Regions from separate parts of the Mus musculus genome. Here all the other regions are linked to region 4. A link is a contact called in public promoter capture Hi-C data. All regions are on one chromosome and are shown on one strand. Each heading gives the region's core, a stretch centred on a gene start, on an enhancer-like site or on the middle of the called end of the contact. The rest is flanking DNA. Distances are from core to core; before and after follow the strand shown. Region 1 holds the start of Nrbf2 (nuclear receptor binding factor 2). Region 2 holds the start of Ado (2-aminoethanethiol (cysteamine) dioxygenase). Region 3 holds the start of Rtkn2 (rhotekin 2). Region 4 holds the start of Ccdc6 (coiled-coil domain containing 6). Region 5 holds the start of Zwint (ZW10 interactor).

What was found. Promoter capture Hi-C pulls out the DNA fragments that hold promoters and counts their contacts.
Region 1: a contact with region 4 is called in a promoter capture Hi-C map of pre-B cells. The contact joins the promoter of Nrbf2 here to the promoter of Ccdc6 in region 4. A contact is called at or near these places in 2 of 39 promoter capture datasets (liver and pre-B cells).
Region 2: a contact with region 4 is called in a promoter capture Hi-C map of pre-B cells, with 5 times the contacts expected there. The contact joins the promoter of Ado here to the promoter of Ccdc6 in region 4. A contact is called at or near these places in 3 of 39 promoter capture datasets (liver and pre-B cells), 1 of 484 Hi-C or Micro-C datasets (the G1E-ER4 cell line) and 1 of 115 datasets of contacts at active chromatin or transcription factors (pro-B cells).
Region 3: a promoter capture Hi-C map of pre-B cells shows a contact between it and region 4, with 4 times the contacts expected there. The contact joins the promoter of Rtkn2 here to the promoter of Ccdc6 in region 4. A contact is called at or near these places in 2 of 39 promoter capture datasets (liver and pre-B cells) and 1 of 484 Hi-C or Micro-C datasets (B cells).
Region 5: a contact with region 4 is called in a promoter capture Hi-C map of pre-B cells, with 7 times the contacts expected there. The contact joins the promoter of Zwint here to the promoter of Ccdc6 in region 4. A contact is called at or near these places in 4 of 39 promoter capture datasets (the C10 cell line, liver and pre-B cells) and 1 of 484 Hi-C or Micro-C datasets (pre-B cells).

Annotation. Positions count from the first base shown.
Region 1 is chr10:67,283,923-67,286,622 of GRCm38.p6, forward strand. Nrbf2 (nuclear receptor binding factor 2) reads right to left here and starts at 1,359. Exons shown (of 4, transcript NM_001036293.2): 1 at 1,175-1,359. The coding sequence starts at 1,204. Gm46200 (a long non-coding RNA gene) reads left to right here and starts at 1,511. Exons shown (of 3, transcript XR_001779690.1): 1 at 1,511-1,598.
Region 2 is chr10:67,547,586-67,550,285 of GRCm38.p6, forward strand. Ado (2-aminoethanethiol (cysteamine) dioxygenase) reads right to left here and starts at 1,370. Exons shown (of 1, transcript NM_001005419.2): 1 at 1-1,370. The coding sequence starts at 1,188. The coding sequence ends at 418.
Region 3 is chr10:67,978,135-67,980,834 of GRCm38.p6, forward strand. It overlaps Rtkn2 (rhotekin 2), which reads left to right and starts at 1,436. Exons shown (of 12, transcript NM_001359319.1): 1 at 1,436-1,678. The coding sequence starts at 1,640.
Region 4 is chr10:70,095,699-70,098,398 of GRCm38.p6, forward strand. It overlaps Ccdc6 (coiled-coil domain containing 6), which reads left to right and starts at 1,423. Exons shown (of 9, transcript NM_001111121.1): 1 at 1,423-1,883. The coding sequence starts at 1,602. The region is part of intron 2 of Gm51771 (a long non-coding RNA gene); the gene reads right to left.
Region 5 is chr10:72,653,506-72,656,205 of GRCm38.p6, forward strand. It overlaps Zwint (ZW10 interactor), which reads left to right and starts at 1,341. Exons shown (of 8, transcript NM_001293683.1): 1 at 1,341-1,472; 2 at 2,478-2,568. The coding sequence starts at 1,414.

The DNA.
Region 1 (2,700 bases), core at 109-2,608, 2.8 Mb before region 4:
CCCAAAACTCACCAGTGTAGCCTCATTAGCCTGAAGTGTAATCCACTTAGAAACGGACGCAGGGTCTAAATTAGTAACTCTTGGGTAGATTTCTCGGAGCTGCAAACCTGGCGCCAGGGATGGAACCATAGCTTTAGGTGTTCACTCTCCAGCGTTGACGCTCAACACTCCCAAATCTCATTAAGTGACAGGGGCTACGGTCTCACTGGAGCAACTAACTCTTCCAATGTTCCATCCATAACGTACAGTTCTACGTGTCTCTTATCTATTCAGTCCTTTAATCCTCACAACGAACGAGGGTTAAAACAAAAACAAAAAAAAACAATGAAGTGAAAATTTTTGTTCAAGGTCTCTTGAGGCTATTAGGTGACTAAGCCCGAGTTCAAATCCAGGAGTTTGGCTCCAGAAATCCATAGTCTGAAACCACAGACTCTGGCTTCTCTGCACAGCACGGACCAGGCTCTTCCAAGCCGGGAGGGAGGGCAGAGTTCCAAAGGAAGCAATCAATCTTTCCCGGTCCTGCTCTCAATCCCTCCGCATCATCGCAAACCACCTACAGACTTGGGACTTGCAAAGTTTTACTCCGCAACACTAAGGAACCAGACGTCTGCATCTGAATTTCATGAACCTTTTCCCAGGAAACCCGAAGATGTCCTGTGATCACACTTAGAACAGAACTGTGGGAGGTTTGGGGTTTTGTGGGGTTGTTTGGGGCGGTGTGTGTGTGTGTGTTCCTTTTTGCCCCAAACAATAATGACCCGGCCCCCTGTGTGTCTCTCTGTATGTGTTTCTGAGAAAGGCAAACACGTCTGGTACTTTCGTGAGCCTTAAAGCAAAGGCACCGGGCTGCGGGGCGTGGACTGGGGTTCCGATCCAGCTGTTTCAGAGGGGCCTTCGCTAGCCCAGCTGCGAGGGCAGCAGGGAAGAGGGGGTGCGGTGTGCGAGGCGCGGCCCCGACACCCCGACTCTGCCCGCGGCCTGCAGGCGGCGGCTACGTGGCGCTGGGACGCGGTCCCAGCAGGGCAGATGCCACGGGCCCCGAGGGAGAGGCCTGAGCCCCGGGGATCAGGGTCCCCTCCATGAGCTCGCGGCTCCCCCTTCAGTGCCGCTTGACCCCCTCAGCCCGCGTTTCCCCGCAGCCTACCGGTCCCCGACTCAGCCCGCGACCACTCACAAGGTTGAGGGGTCCTTCCATCACTTCCATAAACCCCGGGGTGAGCAGCGGCCCGAGGCGGAGCGGCGGCGCCCGGGCACATGGAGGGGCAGCGAGGGCAGGGAGACGCGGCGGCTGGCAGGAGGCTCCTCGCAGAACCCGGAGCCGGCAGTGAGAGCCCAAGAGCGACAGCCGCGCCACTTCCGCCTCCGACGTCGCGTCGCGGGGGGCCGTCCCGGCGTCGCTGCGCGCGGCGGCGTGACGTCGCCACGCGCCGGCGCGAGGCAGGGGGCGCGGCTGGGGTGAGAGCATGGGGTGGGCGGGGCTAGGGGCGGGGCAGCAGCTAAGTGACAAAAACCGCCCCTCTCCTCGCGAGAGGGAGCTCTGCTAGACTTCGGCGGCGGCTGTCACGTGATGAGCCGGGTCTGGCTAGTTGGTTAATAAGGTCACTCTGCACGCTTGACCTTTCTTCCTTCCCGTAGGCTTTCTCAGGTCCTCTCCTTGTACCTCACCCCTCCTTCTCCGTTTCTGTTCTATCTCCGTTGACTTTTTTTTAAAAAGCAAATTTGAGCCAAGTTAACACCCTGCACTAGATCCGCCTTACAGGAGGTTTCCATATTTTTTGCCTTTTGGCAGAGAGTCTGTGGCCCAGATCTTGTACATGTGGCAGTCTTGTGTCGAGCATATGAGCAGGTGCCACCATACCTCCACTCCACCGAGAGGATTTGACAGAGATAAGTGACCCCAGGGTCACAAACTAATTCTAAAGCAAGAAGGATTATAAGCCACCAAGTATAACCGTTCTTCAACAACTATGTACTAAATCACTGTGCTAAGGTCTTTCTGTTTCCGCACCCACTGGCAAGTAGATATGGTTTATGGAGAAAGGGAGATGGAGAGGAGCTGAGAGAACAACTAACATATTGTGTGAAGGAAACCGGGCTTACCTGGAGGTTTTTTTTTTTTTTTTTTTTTTTTAAAGATTTATTTATTTTTATTATATATAAGTACACTGTAGCTGTCTTTAGACACTCCAGAAGAGGGCGTCAGATCTCATTACGGATGGTTGTGAGCCACCATGTGGTTGCTGGGATTTGAACTTCGGACCTTTGGAAGAGCAGTCGGGTGCTCTTACACACTGAGCCATCTCACCAGCCCCTTACCTGGAGGTTTTACAGTACCAAATTCTGTAATGAAAAAAACTTCAAAGAACCACATGAATGTACCTTTAAGAATTTGTAATATTGGAGGACGTGGAGACGCAGGTTGGGTGTTAAAGGAAACCCACCTGGGGTGTGATTTTTTTTTAAGATTTATTTATTTAATTTATTTTAGTACACAGTCACTGTCTTCAGACAGACCAGAAGAGGGCATCAGATCCCATTAGAGATGGTTGTGAGCCACCATGTGGTTGCTGGGAATTGAACTAAGGACCTCTGGAAGAGCAGTCAGTGCTCTTAACCTCTGAGCCATCTCTCCAGCCCCCTGGGATGTGATTTTTTTTTTTTAATATGAAACCTTAAAAAGCCAGCCGAGGAAAGAGCAGA
Region 2 (2,700 bases), core at 120-2,619, 2.5 Mb before region 4:
TCGTGGGCAGGAGAGAAAACAAATCTGAGTCACCGAAGGGAAGAGGGATTCAAAACTACTTAGTGTATTTTGTAGAGAATGAGAAACAAAAATGGTTTCATTATGGCTTTAGGATGGAAGCGCTTTAGGGTCCCTGCCCGGTTCCCTTAAATCAAAGCCTTGGTGGCACTGAGGATACCAGGAATCAACCTAGCCTTCCGCCCACCCGCCCCCATAACCGTGCCCGGTGGTGGCTGTACTCCAGTGGGCCGTGTTCCCCAAGGTTCCTCAAGATGTGGCGCTGGTCACTCCAGTAAATCCATCGTCCAGGCGAGGGGGCGGAGAGAAGAGCCCTTATGGAAGATAGAGGGCAGCCAGGCCTTTCTTGAGCAGGGCAGGGTACATCTTTGGCCCACAGTTCCCCGGGCGGCAGGAGCTTCAAGGTAGGACCTTGGGGCCTGGATAGGGCTCTCCCTCGCACCAGAAGTCGTCGGCCTGTGGTGTCTCCAGGAGCCACACTTCTCGGGGAAGGTCGCAGGCAGAGCCGGAAGCCTCCTTGGGTCTGATGGGCTCCACTACACGGTAATAGTGGCAGTCCCGGCCGTCCTCCGGGTCGTAGGGTGGGGCCAGGATGTCCAGGAAGGCAGCTGGCCCGTCCACGGCATCAATCTGGTGCAGGTTGTCCCGGTGTGGAGTGAGCACGCAGGGCCCACTGGCCTCGGTGTACTCGGCCCGGGAACGCAGCACGCCCGGTCGCACGGCCTCCCGCTCCAAGGGCTGCAGCGGGGGCTCGAACTGCTGCTCTGGCGGCGGCCGCCGATGCCCGGCCCCCGTGTCCAGCTTGTCCATGCAGCTGATGCGGACCGTGCCGTACAGCACCTTGAGCATACCGTGCATGCCCGGGTGGTCGTGCAGCGGGATGCACGTGCCGCTCTTGAGCAGGAACACGCCCAGGCTGAAGCCCTCCGTCTCGTAGATGTGCATGTAGGTGACCGGCGGGAGGTTGCGGGGCAGCGGCTGCGGCAGCGCCTTGCGCGGCGCGATGTTGAGGTCCTCGGCGCGCACCTGGGTCAGCAGGCTCTTGAGCAGGCTCAGGTTCTCCGGGAAGCCCGGCGCCGGCCCTTCGGAGCCCGTCGAGCTGCCGCGGAAGGTGAGACACGCCTGGCGAGCGATGCGCTGGATCAGGGAGGCCATGTTGTCGCGGGGCATGCTTGGCGCTTCCTGCGCGGCTCGCGGCCGGCCCGTTCCGCCTCTGCGCCGCCCCTTGCGGTCTCCGGCGGCCGCCACGGCTACCCGCGCGGACCCCCGCGCCAGGCGGGAGACCTCCCCGCAACAACCGGCCAGCGGGGCGCGCGGGGCCGCCTTGCACGGTCGCCCGCTTAGCGCGCCAATGGTCGGGCGCTTGCCCGCGCGCGAAGGCGAGTGCGCACGCGCACGGCCGCTACCCGCACTCACGCTCCGGGGCCCAGACAGGCGCTGGCGCGGGCCGTGCCAGGCGCTGCCTCACGCGCGGAGCTCCATTCACGCGGCCCACACCAACGACTACAGCCGGGCGCGGCGGGAGCGCCGCAAGGCACGCTGGGATGTGTAGTCCGAGCCTGCGCTTGCGCGGGGCACGAACGCGTCCTGCGGAGCAGGGGAAACCAGGATTTTTTTAAGAACTTGGCAGAAAGCGAGCAGCGCGTTCGTTTTGCAGAGCCTCAGGGTGTTTACTTGTTTGATAAAACTGAACTATTATTGCAAGAGATATAGCCAGTTAACTACAACTCCCGCCATCCCCGCAGTCGGGGTGACATACTTCCGGCAGCTGGTGGAGGCTTCTCGCCGCTGGGAAAAAAACGGCACAAGAGGGTCGTTAACCTTCTTGTGCCGCTAGGGCCTGCTGGGTCACTCGGGGTCACCTTTGACCCTTGCTCCCTAGGAATGAGGTTTCGGGGTCAACCTTAGCTGCTCGTAGGCCACACTGTGTGCGCCGTGGAGATCTGTGGATGGCGCTTGTCTATTTTTCTGTTTCTTAGGAGGTGAATGGGGTCGGGCGGGTAACCAAAGCGGTCACCCAGCACAGCTGTGCGCAGCTGTTGTTTGCCTCTGGGCCTGATGACGCTGCTCCTTGACTCACTGATAGCGGGAAGCTTTGAGAGGCCATTTGCTACAGCCAAGGGTTCTGTATACTAGTGGTTATCCATCCGTAGGGCGCCCGAGAAACACCAGTTGAGGGGCAAGGGGCGTTTTGTCAGAATAGATTATCGCTGTCATGAGTCTCTAGAGCAATGCAACTATCGGGCTGGTTTATGAAGTTAGGTCACCGCAGAGTGATTATTCTCTGGACTTTTTGCAGACGTAGGTGGTGGCTGGCAAAGGAAGATAGTAGATATTATGAATTTAAATCTTACCCTTGAATTTAAGGTCTTCTTGGACTTTCAGAATTAAACATGGGTTTATAACTGCAGTGGCCCAGGAAATCCTTTTCAGTTAAGAAGGCAGGCTTTTAGTGTGTATGTGTGTGTGGGTTTTGCATCCTAGCCAGTAAGTGTGGTATTCCAGGTACCTTGTTAAATACATTAAATAATGAGTTTTATCTTAGTAATACCCTCACAGAAACTTTTAAGACGTAGGCACTGACTGTATTATTCCCCGCCTGTACACGAGAGATTAATTTGCAGGTGCGCATTTGGAAAAGACGTAAGTGCAACTTAACGAAACACAGTTTGAATTGGTGTA
Region 3 (2,700 bases), core at 186-2,685, 2.1 Mb before region 4:
AAAGGGCACTTCATGAGAATGGAATTCAGACCTGGGTTTGGAGGCACCTGTGTGAGTTGAGTGTTGGTAATTTTGAGTTTCTTGTGCTTTTACAACGGTGGGTCATTACAGACTGCAAAAGTAAGAGGAAAAGCACTCCTAACTGGATAGCAGCTTCTAGAATCACCTAGTCCAGAGCCTCTCAACCAGGCACTTATCCATTTGAGAGGAAGGAATATATACATATACATATATATATACACACACACACACATATATGTATGTATACACACATATATAAACATACATGTATATATCATATATATTTATATGCATATAAACATATGTATATATTTATACGTATATGCATATATATTTATACATATATGCGTATATATACATACACACAAATTTTCCCTCCCCCCCTCTGTATTCAGTGTAGGGGGGCGGTATGCCCATGTCCTGGCGCATATGTAGATATTACTTTTGGGAGCTGGTTCTCTCCTTCCACCACTTGGATCCTGGGGATTGGAACTTAGGCGGGGAGGTTTGGCATTAGGTGGGCACCATTCCTTGCTGAGCCATCTCACTGGCACACTCAGTTTCTTTTTAAGAAGTCCATCTTTCAACTGACTGCTTTAACAAGGAGGTCTGTAAGTAAGATGACCATATCATTGAAAGTCCACTTTGGAACAAGTGAGATGTCCCCAAAATAAACAGGGTCATTCTGTTTATAAAAGGAGCCTTGCCCAGGCCTTTAATGAGGGTGGTGTAGGAGAGTTGATTTGGTAGAGTCTTCCCTCAGGAGGAAAATGTCCAAAGCCCTACACATTTCCGGTACAAGATATGTCAAGGGGTAATTTTAAACACTTTACAAGGGTGTGTACATCCTCTAATTAAAAGTCTAAGCTGGATAGTTCAGTGGTGGACCAGTTGCTCACTGTGCTTAAGGCCTCGAGTTCAGCATTTCAGCATCTCCCCTTCCTCTTTCTTAATAAAAGCCTGTGCTAATAACGACCAGGCTTCTGGATAGTGTTGTCTGCTGTCACTTTAGAAGCGAACAAACCCGGGGACAGAAGTACTCGCAAAATGTGTCTGTCTGCCCAGCCTTCAAGAGCATGATCTTTGAGTGCAGCCATGTTTGAGAGACAGATAATGGATCCTTATATCCCTGATTGGTCTGTCGGGTCCGGTCAGTTCATGCCTTTAAACAACTTCGGGCGGGATGCAAGAAGAAGGCGCACTTTAAACCTGACAAGAAAACCACCTGCCAAAGATTTCTATGGCGAGCCTTCTCTAAGGCTCCACCCCGCCCACCAGTTGAGGCCCCGCCCACTAGCCGACAAAACCCAGGCGGGTTCAGGCCCCGCCTGCCACAGACCCCACCCACCCGGACTTGCTCTTCGTATTTAGGCCCCGCCTACCACACAACAGGCCCCGCCCACTCCCCGCCCTCGCTTAAGCCCTGCGGTAGCAGAGGGTCTGTTCAGAGTCTCGGGTCTCCGTGCTGTTTTAAAGACAGAGAGGCTCCTAGTACGCTTGCGCGGCGTCGTGGGCCGGGTTCCCCTGCAGACCAGACTTGGTACGGCCGAGCGGTTGGTGCAATCTGCAGCTGCAGCCCTGGGGCGCGCTTTTCAAATCGGCCGTGCCTTGCACCGAGATGGAGGGGCAGCTGCTGAGGGGTCTCGCCGCGCAGCAGGTGAGCGAGGCAGGGGACTGGAGAGCTGCAGCCTGGGCCGAGACCGAGAGCCGGGCGAGCTCCGCGGCTTGCACGCCTGAAGGGTGCACCGAAGGAGGAGAGCGAGGCCGGGGGCAACAGGAGGACGCCGGGGCCCATCCCACCTGCCGGTCTTCCAAGGCTTGCAGGGGAGGTGATGCTCCGGGAGTCGGTGCTCGAGTTGCTCCCCGGCCCGCGCAGCTGGGCGTGTAATGCAAGGTGCTGCTTGTAGCCGTGTGAGCCAGCATCAAACTGTGGGGCGCCGCGGGGTGAACGCTCAAATGGCATGTTCTTAGCTTTCCAGGAAGGTGTAAGTTTAAACATGGATACATGCACAAATACTAGGAAAAAAGGAGGACGAATCCAGTGTTTGTTTGTTTTTTAGCTATCTAAAATATGTTCAAAATCTTTTACACTTAGTGTAGTCGAGAATATTTCTTGGGAACCCCAGTCAAGTGTTAAAAGTATTCTTCCTGTTCATTATTTTAGTATTTTAATGAAAAGAAACCCCTTATATCCTTGTAGCGACATCTTCATTTTAATTTTAATTTTCACCTCTTACCGGCTCCTGAAGTATAGTAGTTCGAACCATATACTCTTGCCAGATTTGTGGGTCGAGGCGAATACTGCAGGATCATAGAATTTCTTTAGTAGATGCAGTATTGTTAGGAAGTCCTCTGTAATTCTCTGGAATGTTGAGCCAGGCTTTGTTTGAGTTATTGTGCAAACCATATTAGTAGTCACAAGACGTGTTTGCTACAAACATACACAAAACTTTCAACTTTCTTGTGAAATATTTCTTATTTTTGTTATGTATTCTAGGTATCCTATTTGCCTTTGTCAAAGGGTAGCCTTGAACTCCTAAAACTCCTCTTGCCTCCACTTTCCTACTATGGACTTTATAGGGCTGCCACACCGAGCCTGACTTAAGATGGAGTGGAGCTGGGTTCTAACCCAGTGCCTTGTGCATTCTAGACAAGCCCTCAATCAGCAGAGCCACACCC
Region 4 (2,700 bases), core at 173-2,672:
TTGTTGACTAGAGGCAGCCATCTTGGTAAACCTGAGGTCAAGGTTTCACCCCTGGCAGGTTAAGAGTTATTCCGAGGTGAGACCAGTTCCTATTTAGCAGTGGGGACGAAACATGTCTAACCACTGGATCCAATTTGGTTTAAAGACAAGGTTATGAGCCAGGAAAGCCATGTAGTCATGGCTAAGCGCTTTATAAAACTATAAAACAGTTGACAGCCAGAAAACACTTTTCATCCCGCACCCCTTTATTTTGCATTTTGTTTCCATGAGTTTGTTCTTCCGTCGACTAAACTTGGATAATAAAGCCCGCCTGGTTAGTTTCACTTTCCATTTTTTCCCCCAGAAACGAAAGCTGTTTTGTATCAGGAGGTGAAGTGTTTAGACCCTTCTCACCTGCTAGGCCTGTTTCCTACAAGCAAGCTCTCCTAAGAGGGAGGGGCCTAACAGTATTTGAATTTCTGATTCTTTGAAGCTGGGCTCTCTACAGTAGTAATTACGGTTTTATTTTTTAGCTCCTGGAGTTTTGTAGGAGTTGGAGAGCAGCGGATAATAATGGTTATACAGTTCCCCTCACTTAATCGTGGTTATTTGTTTAGCATTGTGCCTGCAGTTACTTTGGAAAATTGGTACTTGAAGTTTGTTTCAACCCTTCTGAGATTAAAAAAAAAAAAAAATTAAATAAAGCTCCCGTTTCTTTAACTAGACAAATCTTGGTTTCTTAATCCTATCCCCGTGACCGGTGCAGAGTCTTTGCAGGAGGTAAAGAGAAAAAGGTGGGTGGCGCCTGGTTCAAACAACTGGACGCACCGGGGCCTTGTGGCAAGCTAGGCTAACCTGTGGCTGCCGACATGCCACAACACAGACAGACACACAGAGAGGGAGAGAAATAGATACACAGACACACAGACAGACACACAGATACTCTTCTTTTTCGACCCACTGCAGTGCAACTTTCTGTTCCCAGCCCCAAGCGCGGTCTGCACGGGGCACCCTGGGGGAGATCCACGCGCGCCGGCGCCGATCCAAGGTGCCAGGCTCCAGCTGAGCGGGGGTGGGAGGGTGGGGTGGCCCAAGGAGCCCGGCTGCCCCTCCCACGTGTCCCGGCACCTGCGGGGCTGGCGCTGCGTGGGGTCCGCCTTTCTCCGGAAGAGGCGGCGCGGCGCGGCGGTGTATGTGTGTGTGTTGGGGGGCTGGGGCCCGGGGACGCAGGGGACCCTCCGGGGCGGGAGCACGTGCGCGGGGAGGCGGCGGGGGCTCGAGCGTCTGTGTGCAGCTGCTAGGAGAGCGCTGGGGCTGGGGCTTTGCGGGGACGGCCCCGCGGAGCGCGCCAGAGTCCCGGCGCTGCAGTACTGCCCGAGTCCGGGCGGGGTCTCTGTTCCCTGGCGGAGCAGCTCGCGCGGCCGCGGGAAGCGCCCTCTCTTTCTCCGCCGCCGCCGCCGCGCGTCTGCGCCCTGCCGCCCGCCCGCGCCGCGCTCTGAGCTCCCCCGCTCCCCAGCTCCCCCGCCGCCGCCGCGCGCCCGGCCCCGCGCCCACTCGCCGCGCGCCCACTCGCCGCGCGCCCGGCCCTCGGCGCCCGGCTCCCCGCGCCCACTCGCCCAGCCATGGCGGACAGCGCGAGCGAGAGCGACACGGACGCGGCGGGCGGCGGCCCGGCAGCCATGCAGTCGTCCTGCTCGGCGACCTCGGGCGGCAGCGGCGGGGGCGGCGGCGGGAAGTCGGGGGGCATTGTCATCTCGCCGTTCCGCCTGGAGGAGCTCACCAACCGCCTGGCCTCGCTGCAGCAGGAGAACAAGGTGCTCAAGATAGAGCTGGAGACCTACAAACTCAAGTGCAAGGCGCTGCAGGAGGAGAACCGCGACCTGCGCAAAGCCAGCGTGACCATCGTGAGTGCACCCCGCGGACCAGGGGGGACCCCCGAGTGCGCGCCCCCGTGCGGGGTTGCGGGCCTGCGGGCACAGAGAGCGGGCCTTGGGGCCACGAGCGCCCTCCCTCCCTTGAGGTGTTGGAGGTGCCTAGGGAGACTCCCCAACGTCCCCTCGTCGCCTAGGGTGGAGGTCCCTCCGAGCCAGGGCTAGAGGCTGGCGGCGTGGCTGGGGGGGGGGCGGGGTGGGACTTTCTCAACCCTAGGGTGCCTGAAGGCTCCGAATAGAGGGACACCCTCTCCGGAGCCCCCGTGAGTGGACGAAGCTGGGGTCTGTCCAGGGGTTAGTTGGGGAGACGGGGTGTGCCACTGGGCTGGGTCCCCAGTTGGCAGGAGGACGGCGCTTTGCTGGATCGCCGGCGCTGGGGGAGGGAGAGAGTGGCCCGGAATCCGGGAAGTGGAGTTTTCTGGCCAGGATGGAAAGGGAAGGGCGGGCACTGAGGCTACACCAGCACCCCGTTCGGAATCACTGTCCTTTTGGGCCCGGAGGGTGGGCGGGTACAGAGTAGTGGGGAGTGTAACGTCTGGCGCTGGCTGGGACAGGGTTGGAGCTTGAAACCAGGATGGAGGGTGGCCGCTGGGACTGCCTGGCTGAGCAAGGATGTACGTGCGTCTCCTTCATTGGTTCGAGAGTCTTAGGAGTACTTGCCTGTGAGTCTAGGTACTTGACGGGAACACAGGCCATCTGTTCTGTTTCTACCTGGCCCCTCGAGGCTCCCCTGGAAGAGGGTAAGATTAGTCTGAGATCAGCCTCCTGGTGTAGCCGAGTGGAAAGGCCC
Region 5 (2,700 bases), core at 91-2,590, 2.6 Mb after region 4:
AGAAAGAAAGAAAGAAAGAAAGAATCAAATCTGCAATTTTGTTTACCTGGCTTCATTTTTTCAAGGTTCATTGCTAGATTCCCATACAATAATACCCCATTTTTGGTTATTATAAATTTGTATTCCATTTACAGTAGTTCTTCTCATTCCTTGTGTCATGACAGGTTTGTTCTACTTTTGGCTCTTACAGATTTCGTGTGTTGTGTGCATTTTTGTGTTTATATGTTAATTTCCTTTGTAATTATACTTGGAAAATTATAGATCATCCAGTAATTCTATGTTTAACCCTTTGAGGAAACATTGTTTTCAAAACACACCCAGCAGTAACATGAGAGTTCCTCTTGCCCACATCTGTAGCACATCTTGGTTTCTGTTTACTCCTTCTCTGGAACACAAAGATGTTCTGCTTGTCTGATGTCTTAACATCCATTTCTGTTCTAAACAGTGACTTATTCATCTAATAATGAATTTTCTTTTAGTCATGCCTGGGAATGACTAAGCAAAGATCAGGAATTGTAAGCCGAACCTACTGCTTGGTGATTTTTTTTTTTTTTTTTTTTTTTTTGTAACCTCATCTTCATTATTGCAGTCTAGTTGGTCTCACATTTAAGGGATTGTTAAGGCCTCATTCCTTTAATCTGTTAGATGGTGCCACAGCAGTGCTCAACGTAGGTAGGGTTATTTATTGCCAGTCGCAAGGCGACACTTCTCAGTGGTGTATCTGCTCACCATTGAGTAGGCATTCTTCAATACCAATCTGTGAAAATGGTATCTAATATCGACTCTGCTTTAATCTCCAAAGCATCTTTAAAATTCCCTTCAGGAAATTTCCTCAGATACAGCTCAGGATTCAGCAGAGTATTTCAGAAAGCTGCTGGCTCTGGGTTCTCTAGGTGCAGCCTTCTTTCTCTCCCTCCTGCACTCTGGCGACCAACGCCCACCCTCAGTTTCAGCTGGGACTTGTCCACACAAGAGACCCAACTGGGATCTCTGATTAAGGTCTTTAAAAGCACAATGTTTTGAACTCATATAGTATTTACTTATAAGATCAGTATTCTTCAGCGTCGTGGAGGAGAGGCCCACCTCCTTTCTTCCGCAGCAGTACATTTAATAGGAAAGCGTGACTACTGGAACAGATAATAGCCTTTTTCCGGTGTCTGCACCCACCAAATTTTGCTTTCTCACTGTCTGGCCTTCAGCTATCAGTGCTTCCTACTGCGCAGGCTCAGAACCTCCAGCCAGCCCCCAGAACCGAAAAACCGCCTACGCTTGCGTACGGGGGCGGGACCGGAATCGACTCCGGCCAATGAAAAGAGGTGACGTCATTTAAAGTCCTGCCCACTTACCCAGAAACCAATCTCGACCTAGGCGGGCAGTCCAGGAGAATCCAAAGGCGTGGTGAGCGACAGAACGATGGCGGACGCGGAGAAAAACGCTGTTGCGGAGAAAAACAACGCTGTTGCGACGAAAGAGTGAGTGTGGAAGGCGAGGGCCTGGGGCGGCGGCTCGGGCAGTGGCGGCGGAGGGACAGTGGCGCCCTAGTTCAGGAGTGCGACTTCTGAGGGATCTTGTCACCCTAGCTGAGGAGTGCGGGCCCTAAGAGACGATGTCACCTGGATTCTGGAGTGTAGGCCCCGAGGAGCAGTTTCAATTAGAAAAGATAATGCAGCCCGAAAAGACTGTCATCCTACTCCATGAGTGTGGCCTTTGAGGGTTGATGTCGCCTCAATTCAGGAGTGCAGAATTTGACTGTGTGACAACGTCTCTTTTTTGGAATGATGCCTATTAGGGTCTTTGTGGCATTCTGCTGCAGGGGTATGACTAAGCAGGGACTTCTTTCTGTATGCGGAGTGATACATCTGGATGGCTGACGTAGGTCACCTTATGTCGGATGCTGCCTTTGAGGGACATTACCTCACCCACCCTGAGCCCTGTGGCGTAGTATTCTAAAAAAGCCAGCTCCATTACAGATGTCGTAACCAACCCTTTACCATTCTAGGACCTTCTGTCACAACCTTCTTCTTTAGTATTTTTTTATCTGTATCTCTGTCCTCTAGTGGATTGTTCCAGCCAATCTGGAAAGGCTGGGTGGGTTACACATCATACGTTCTGAGATCAGCCATTACTAGCATGTCTTCCAAGGCTTGCCTGAACTTTGGCTTTTCTCTGTTTCTGTATATATGCCCCTGCTGCTTTCAGACGGATTCATCGAGTTTTTACCCATTGTGACCCCCCCTATTTAAACATGTAGTCATGTCTGCACAGTCCCTATCCTCCAGTATTTCAGGTGATTTCCTCATGGCGCTTAGTTGCTACTGTATGTTGTCCAGGTACATGGTGTTTCTGATCTCAGCCTAAAGTCCCTTAAGACCCTTGGGTAGCCTCTGAGCATTGGCACCCTCCTGACATAGATGCCACTGCATATGTTCCTTCGAGCTCGTGTGGTACCATAGCACAATCTCACTCATGCCTTACAGGGTTCTGGCTGAGGCAGCAGCCATTCTAGAACCTGTAGGCTTGCAGGAAGAAGCAGAGCTGCCTGCCAAGATCATGGAGGAGTTTATGAGGGTATGTATGTGCAAAGTGGGACCCAGCGTTTCAGAAGACAGGGGGCGGGGCTGGTCCTGGGATAGCCTCTTGAAATAGTGGGCAGCAATGGGGAAGAACAAAATGGCTGGTCTCTAGTATCAGAAGGGAAGA